3 separate regions of the Mus musculus genome follow, and regions 2 and 3 are each linked to region 1. The links are chromatin contacts, called in public promoter capture Hi-C maps. All regions are on one chromosome and are shown on one strand. The core of a region is the stretch at or near the end of the contact, and the rest is flanking DNA. Distances in the headings are between cores, read along the strand shown. Region 1 holds the start of Braf (Braf transforming gene). Region 2 holds the start of Gstk1 (glutathione S-transferase kappa 1). Region 3 holds the start of Casp2 (caspase 2).

What was found. Promoter capture Hi-C pulls out the DNA fragments that hold promoters and counts their contacts.
Region 2: a contact with region 1 is called in a promoter capture Hi-C map of pre-B cells, with 4 times the contacts expected there. The contact joins the promoter of Gstk1 here to the promoter of Braf in region 1. A contact is called at or near these places in 2 of 39 promoter capture datasets (cranial neural crest and pre-B cells).
Region 3: a contact with region 1 is called in a promoter capture Hi-C map of pre-B cells, with 2.3 times the contacts expected there. The contact joins the promoter of Casp2 here to the promoter of Braf in region 1. A contact is called at or near these places in 2 of 39 promoter capture datasets (the C10 cell line and pre-B cells).

What each region holds. Positions count from the first base shown.
Region 1 is chr6:39,724,175-39,726,874 of GRCm38.p6, reverse strand. It overlaps Braf (Braf transforming gene), which reads left to right and starts at 1,412. Exons shown (of 22, transcript NM_139294.5): 1 at 1,412-1,768. The coding sequence starts at 1,580.
Region 2 is chr6:42,244,552-42,247,308 of GRCm38.p6, reverse strand. Gstk1 (glutathione S-transferase kappa 1) reads right to left here and starts at 1,374. Exons shown (of 8, transcript NM_029555.2): 1 at 1,216-1,374; 2 at 678-759; 3 at 370-498. The coding sequence starts at 1,287.
Region 3 is chr6:42,263,472-42,266,295 of GRCm38.p6, reverse strand. Casp2 (caspase 2) reads right to left here and starts at 1,311. Exons shown (of 11, transcript NM_007610.2): 1 at 1,099-1,311. The coding sequence starts at 1,172. Tmem139 (transmembrane protein 139) reads right to left here. Exons shown (of 3, transcript NM_175408.4): 2 at 2,791-2,824; 3 at 1,741-2,568. The coding sequence ends at 2,169.

The DNA of each region.
Region 1 (2,700 bases), core at 163-2,662:
TTCAGACAAAATCAAGGAGGAAGTGTCCCTTGCCTGGTTGTTGGCCCTATTTTAGTATGCTTAGACATTATGTATTTATGGTTTTTAAAAACTGCCTTAAACTAGCATAGCTTGATAATATAGTCTCTATCTGTGATCATCTCCTTCACTCGAATCTGTCAGATCATCTTCTGACTTAAATGTAGCTCTCAGGGGAATGTCCCTGCTTGGAAGAGAATGTACAATGTCATTGGCAAACACAGAATAGCTATTTGATTGGTGGCATTTTTTTTCAATACACAAGAACGTAATGCTTTGATTCACCAAGCAGCCACACGTGCACTGCTTACCTTGAAGCAAAGCATCAGTTGCCGGGCCTGTGCTGATCAGACCAAATAGGCAGACATCCTATTGTCAGAAGCTTTCTACCTTTCAACTCATCCTAAATGCAATAAAGAGGTTGGTGGCGACCATCCCCCTTTCCATTAATAGAAGTGCACACACAGACACACAGACAACTCAACTCAAGAGTTAAACTGGAAATTCCTGAATAGTGTTGGTAGCTTCTGTTTTTCACTCCTGTTTTCTCTTTTTCTTAACACACTTCCTCTCTCCATTATTTCCTTCTTTGGTTAAACGTACTTTAACCATGTAATTTACATAAAGAAATTGGGTTTAATTTCTGCAACTTGGGCTTCTCTGAGATGATTTAATTCTCTTCTCCCAATTCTTTTTTTCATATACAGTTTGAAGAGAATGCCTTGGATCAGTCAGGATCTACAAAATATTTTAAATTATTTTCTTTGGAATAAAAATTAGCTATGATGCATAAGATGTCTAAAATGGTCATGTGTTCTCCTCAGGTCCTAGTGCATGGAAGGAGCCAATTGATAGTAAATGACTGAAACTAGGCAATAAATACCCTGAAGACCAGCTTTAGATTTTCATTTATACTTCAACAGATCAAGTCCTTTAGGGACAGGATACAAACACCATACTGAGAATTTAGCTGCTCCAAGACAGTTCTATGAAATTTGGCTTGGCTGATGTTTCAACCTTGGCGTTTAAGGTCTTATTTTTATGACACCCAGAGCTTCTTTGTAACGGCAGTAATAAGTACTACAGACTTTCCGGCCTTCTTCCCTCTAGGATTTTAACTTCTTTAAAACACCACCCCCTGCTCTTCTAGTAAATCCCACATGACAGAACAGGCTGAGAAAAAATAGGAAGCCGGAGCCATGGAAACTGTGCGGGTAGAAACGTGTGAGCGCGAGGGTGGTTGGAGGAGAAGGAACACTCCCCTGGCGACAGCGGCGCGAGGGTGCTCCTCGGATGACGTCACGCACCCAGGTGACGTCACGACCGTGACATGCGGGTGACGCCGTTGCCGCGGCGACTCCTCGTCGTCTCCGCCCCCTCCCCCCCCCAAATCCCCTCAGGCTCGGCTGCGCCGGGGCCGCCGGCGGGTTCCAGAGGTGGCCTCCGCCCCGGCCGCTCCGCCCACGCCCCCCGCGCCTCCGCGCCCGCCTCCGCCCGCCCTGCGCCTCCCTTCCCCCTCCCCGCCCCGCGGCGGCCGCTCGGCCCGGCTCGCGCTTCGAAGATGGCGGCGCTGAGTGGCGGCGGTGGCAGCAGCAGCGGTGGCGGCGGCGGCGGTGGCGGCGGCGGTGGCGGTGGCGACGGCGGCGGCGGCGCCGAGCAGGGCCAGGCTCTGTTCAATGGCGACATGGAGCCGGAGGCCGGCGCTGGCGCCGCGGCCTCTTCGGCTGCGGACCCGGCCATTCCTGAAGAGGTGAGTGGCGGCGCCATCCCCCCCCAGTGCTCGCGCGTCAGGGGCTCGGCGGGCCAGTGTTTATGCGAGGGACCGAGGCAGCAGAAGGAGCCCCGGCAGTGCTTGGTAGCCGGCGGGGAGGTGGTTATCGGCCGAGTGTCCCCCTCTGTCTTGTAGCTCCTCGCTACGTAAACACACACGATGGCCCAGGGGGGTTCCCCGGCCCCCACCCAGATGGGATTGGGGCAGTGGGGGCAGAGCTGGAGCCTTTTCAGAGGGGGCGAAACTCTGGGTTGGAGAAGGTCACGCCTGGCTGAGGCTTCCAGCCCTGCATCCCTGAGATGTTTTCCTTTTTGCTAGCCGGCAGGGACGGCGTCGAGGATGGAGCTTAGTGGCCAGGGCAGTACCCCTTGGTCCCCTAGCCCTAGGAACCGCCGTGTGCGATTACTCCCTGATCCTGGGGATGACGGAGCGCATCTTTCCACTCTCCTCACTATCTTCCCTTTGCAGGCCCTTGTCCCCTTCCCACTTTGCTACTTGTTTGGGGGATTTTTCTTTTGACCGGTTTTTGCCCAGGGGATGATTTTTTTTTTTGGTGTAGTCTTTACTTTTTCAGCCCCAAATTTTACTGTTCCGAAGCTTTTCCCATCCTGGTCTCTGATCCCCGAATAATACTGTTTGTCAGTGCTCCCTTGCTGACCCGTAAACCTCTATCCTCATCCACCACCCCGCTCATTTCTCAACTGTACCTACTTGCTTCTAACCTTAGTTTCCACGGAAGAGCATTTTTGCTCTTCTCTTGCCCTAGTCCCCTTGAGTGCCTCTACTTCATTCCACTGCACCGTCACCTTGTAATCCGTTGTTATCTTCACAAATCCTTTTGGACACTTTGCAAGCTATTCACTCCCTGAACCCCAAAGCTGTCAAGATTCCATCAGGTTTCACTTGGCCCT
Region 2 (2,757 bases), core at 125-2,624, 2.5 Mb before region 1:
AAGCTCATCCTTCTTTCAGACACTCCCCCAAGCTCCGTCACCTGCAGTCTTTAATTCCAGTTTCTCATAATGGATTTACTCTATGCAGTTCTTGCTTCTCCCATCCCTCTCTTTTGGCTAGCTGATGCTGGGTTCCCCACACAAGCATGTTTTATTTCTTGATATCCTATGAAAGCCTCAGCTGGACTGCTCTCCACTACATTCCCCAGTGTTTCTGACCCTCTTCACTTATTTATTTCTGTTTCCTCTGAAACTGGAGTTATAGGTGGTTGTGACCCACCATTGTGGGTGCTGGGAATTAAATTAGGTCCTCTGGAAGAGCAGCCGGTGCTCTTAACTGCCGAGTCTTCTCTTCATCCTCCTCCTCACCTTTCTTCACAGTCTCACCAAAGAAATCCTTGGGTATGTTGAGGGGAACCTGGAAGAACTGCTTCAGGAGAGGAATCTCTTTGAAGATGTACTGGCCTTTTCGGGGAACCATAGCAGGTGGTTGGTTTCCTGGCAGTGGAGAGTTAAGACAACTGGTGAGAGAGGACATGAGGGTCTACTGGAACCTCTCCAGTAGAAAGCAAACTACTAGTTTAGGCTGAGGTCTGCATACTCAGTGCAGGACAGGCCCCTCAGGCCACAGAAAGCAACCCTCCTTGCCCAGAGAGGTGGAGCTTCTTCATGCTTACCGCTGTCTTTCATGATCCCAGCGATTAAAGTGGGCCGCAACTGCAGCTTTATATTCCAGAGGTGTTGGTATCTGCATAGGACCTACAAGTGCAGAGATAAGAAGGGGAGCTTGTGTGGCATTTGAGGGCTGTCTTCTGCCTCTAAGTGCTGGACAGAGATGGGGACTTCACACTGAACTGGTTGGTTTAATAGGACAAAACTCTCAGTTCTTTGAAATAGATACCAGAATGCTTACTCCAGTGTACGGTTTTCATCCCGTAGAGCATCCTAGCGCCCCTGATCCCCCTCCCCGAACTTGACCTAGCTTCATTGGAGTTGCCTCTGTTCTTTCTAGGGTCTGTGGAAAGAGAATATTTGACCTTAGGATCAGGACCCTACTTGGCGGAGTCTCGGTCCGTTTAAAGGCACAAAGTGAACTTGAACCTGAACCCTGTGCTAACCCTGAGGGCATCCACTGGAATTTCTGCAGCCCGGTGATCAGTGCCCCACTGTGCACTCGCCTCGCAGACCACAACCCGGGCGGCTCCCCCGTGTCACCTCAAAGCCCAGCCAGGAGTACGGGGACAGCACGTCGTAGAAGAGTTCCAGGATGCGCGGCGCCGGCCCCATTCTACAGTGGTGAGAGAAAGTGAACTTGAAGCCTTGGGCTGCCGAAGAGCTTTAGGTAGCTGAAGAGCAAGCAGCCAATCGTAGTCCGCGAATTGCAGGCGGGTCTGCTAAGGGCCCTAGTGCGCAGTCTCCGGGAGAGGCCCCGCCCTATAGGGCTGGCCCAGGGGTGTACACGGGTAGACCAAGAGCGGATGAGGAAGGCGGAGTCTGAGATAAAGGGGAAGGTCAGATCCAGAGAAGGATCTCAAGTGTGTGCAGCCAGCTCTAGAACTTTGTCCCTCAAGCAAGAAGGCAATACACAAGGATCCAAATTTGCGTTGGATGACGTTTAAAGACCGGCAATATGGAAGTTCCGAATTGCATCTTTTATTGTATTCACTTTCTCAGAGATAAGAACAATGTTTAGAATGAATTTGACAGTTGACATAGTGGTCTTTTAAAAAATCTTCATTCTATACATTACAGCACACCCAGGGGATGCCTGAAACTGTAGATGAAACTCTACATATTATGTTTTTTTTCTACACACAGTAAATTATAACTTATAAATTAGGCACATTAGTGATGAATGCTAGAAGAACCATAACATGCCACACTAAAATTTGTGCCTTATTATAATAAAAATGTTACTTGAACATAAGTATTTCATCAGTACAGCACTTGATCTGATAACGGAGGTGGTCACAGAAATGGAGGTAGGTAATATATACAGTGTGGACACACTAAACAAAAGGATGACTTACATCCCAAGAGGGAAGGCACAGGACTTCATCTGCTACTAGTATTATTCATTTATTTAGGGTTTTTGGGGGAGTGGGGTGGGGTCTTGATATGTTGCTTTGTATATCCTGGAACCATATACTATTGTTATCATTTATTATTAAAAGTTTTGGTATTATAGATGATATGGGGGGAAAAACAAAAATATATTCCCTTTTCGTCTGTGGAGGGGGTTTAGTGGGTCAATGGTGCAACTGTGTTGACCTGATTTTTGATCTTCAGAGTACACATGATGCTGTGTTTAGTAGCATTAATCTGTAATCCCAGTGTTCCTACTATGAGATAGGAGGTAGAGACAAGAGAGTCCTTGGAAGCTCCCTGGCCACTTATCTTAGCATACATAATACTGCTGTATATTCAGAACCTTGATTAAACAAGGTGGACAACAAGGAAAGACCTCCTCATGTGGGGTGCCCACATTGTAATATTCAAACATACGCACATCACATACTGACAGGTTAAAAATGTACTTACTTTTATTTTCTTACACCATTATATTGCTGAGAGTAATAGCTAGTGTTAAAAGAAAGCTTTAGACAACTTAGAGTACCTTTAGCAAAGAACACTTCAGACATTAGGTAGCATCAGGAGAGGTTCAAAGAGTGCCACTCTGCAATGTGGGCGTTTAATATTTACAGACAGAAAAAGTGATTAAGGCTCAGAAATAACTGGTCATGGTGAGGAGTTGGT
Region 3 (2,824 bases), core at 62-2,561, 2.5 Mb before region 1:
TATCATTAGGTATATAATGAATGGTAGAGCAGAGTTCTTAGGTCATTAGGAAGATCCATTTCTTAAGCGGCTTCATTTCCTCGACTTCCACTCTACTGCTCTCTCCAGTTTCAGTTGGCTAGCCATGTTCCGGTTTCCTGTAGAGGGCACCTGACCTCTCCCCCAACACCTCATTCTCTTTGACAGGACTAGACCAGGAGACCAAACTCATTTTCAGTTTCTGATTCTCTTGCCTCAGGCATCAGGATGCCAGGATTACAGCCTTGTAGCCTTTAAATGCTGGCCCTGCACTAGGACACCCTTGCAAAAAAATAAAGGGGAGGGGGCTTTTCTCTAGACAATTGCATCCTCAGGTACAATTTACTGACTCCAGTTCTAAATCCTCTTATGTCCCAGGCTTGAATTTTTAACGAAGCAGTCGTCACCGTGTTTTATCTGAGGCTCCACCTACTCCGCACACCTGCCACTTCCTTTTATCTCAAACTACCAGGCTTAAAATATGAACTTTCCCGAAGTTTCCAGTCACCTGGAATTTTAGGGCACCCATGAAAAGTGGAATGGAGAAAAAGAACACCGAGAGGTTTCTAACGCTTTGATTCCGTGTCCTGTAAGAGTTCCCGTTTCTATATTAATGTTAGAGGTCTGGACAGGAAACAATAAAATTGTGTCGTCCTGTGCAATGTTTTCATCGAAACTGACGGAGGAGGCGGAGAAACGGGAACCATCTAATCCTCTCAAAGGATTCAAATCCCCCAAACCTGTGTGGAACTCTCTGACAAACATCTATTATATGAGAAAGCAGTGCAGGGCACGAGATAGTCAATCCAAGTCAAATGCGCCCAAGGCCGAGCTGCGAAGTCTCTGGTTTTTAAAGAGAAATGAGTTTAAGTCCTCAGCTAAGAACTGGAAGGAAAAGCCGGAGCATCTCTGGAAAAGGTGAGATGCCGCAGGCGAGAAGTAGCGCGGGACGGACAAGATCGCTCTCATAGACTCCTCTGCGCTGGACAAAGGGAGGCTGCTGCAGCCCCTGTACACGCGGCACCAGGCCAAGAAGCCGCGCCGCTCGCCTGGCCGCCTCCCCTCCTCTGCCCTCCTCACCTGCTCCTCCTGTCAGCCGCCATCAGCCCCTTCCTGTGCAGGGAGGACTGCGACCTCCCGCTCGGCGCCGCCATTTCCAGCTTTTCCCGGGCTGCACACGCACCACCCACAAAACAAACAAACGCTGGGCCGCGCCAGCCCCCGCATCCCTCCCCCAGCCTCCCACCGCGCCGCGCTTGCGCACGGCTCCGCCCGACGCCAGCAAGCCCCACCCACGCCGGGACATGCGCAAGCGCACACTGCTCGCTGAGGCTCGCACAGCCCAATGGGAAGAGAGGAGGCGCTAGAAGGAACGGGAAGGGGCGGGAAAAGAGCGAGGGTTCTCCTACTCGGGGACCTGATTGGCTATCGATTCCCGCGGAAACCGCAGCCCCCTCCCCTGGTTCCTCCGACCCCTCCTGAAGTAACTACAAGAGACCAAAGGGGCTGGGCTTCCCTTGTTATCCTTGTTCGCCTTGAACTTCCAGGGCCAGGATGCAGGGAAGACGGAAAGCACTAGGAGGCGCTCTTCTCCCAGGCTGGGGCAGCTCGTGGTCGCGCTTTTCCTACACAAGTGTCCTCTCATTCTCTTATCTACCAGTTGACAAGGCTATAAAGTAATGCGGATTGCCTGCTTGGTATTGAAAACAGGAGGCACTGGAATTGGAATTTGATTCGAGTTATTTTTATGTTTTTACTAGCATCCCGTTCTTGTGCAAACTATTCAGCTCCCCTCAACCTTAGAAGCTCTCATTATCTTGGTAGGTAATACCCCATCAGGAATCTCAGGGAGACTTGGTGTCTACAATAGAAGAAACACAGCAGTCACTCAGAGGTATCCCTCCAGCTTCTCTTGGTAACTTATCTCTTTCTCATCTTCCACCTTACTCTGGAAATACTGGTCATCAGATAGGTTCCAGAATGTTTCCAGAAGAATCTAGGTGTGCCATTTATCTGTGAACGACATGCCACAGCCCGACTCCCCGCTGCTTTGAAGGCCTCGATTGTGATGTCCGGGTAAAACCAGTTTCTGATCCAATAGACACTAGGAAATGCTGGGCAAATGAGTGCACAGGTTCTGAGGGCACCACTTAGGGAAGTATCCATTTATCTTCATAGAAAACACTGTCATCATCAGCATGAGCAAAACTGATTTCATAGGCAGGAGGTGGAGTACTAGGCTCCAGTTTGGGGGCCACTCTCATGCTTTGCAGATCAGGAGCAGTGGCCACAACTCGTGGACCCCTAAGTCGAAGAATTCTTCCAGGGTTTCCTCTGGCAGTCATTGTCCCCTCTGAGCCCACTCGCCTTTTCAGACTGCCTGTGCTGGGACTGTCTGGTTGGCTAGGCTGTGCCCCCTCAACTCCTGGGGATATTATGATACTGCTGTAAGGGGGTGGTTGCTCCAGCTCTTGGAGGTGGCTCTGTGGTTGTGAATCCATCACCTCTACAGCCTGTTCATAGGTTGGCACCTCAAAAGCTCCATTGTCTCTGTGGGAGAAGAAATATGGTCGTTAGTGGGTACCTGAAAGAAGACCCCCTTTTTCTGTTCCACCATTCTTGCAAAAGACCTCTCTATTGTCTGCTGACCATTGCTCTTAATGATACCAGTGACAGAGGAAAGCAGAGTCTATGCTTAAGAAAGGATGGGCACAGAGGGAACGAGGGCCTTGCGTGTCTTCCCGTCATCCTGCCCATCTCCCATCGACTCACTGCGCTTGGCCTGAGGCCTCTGGATTCTCAGTCT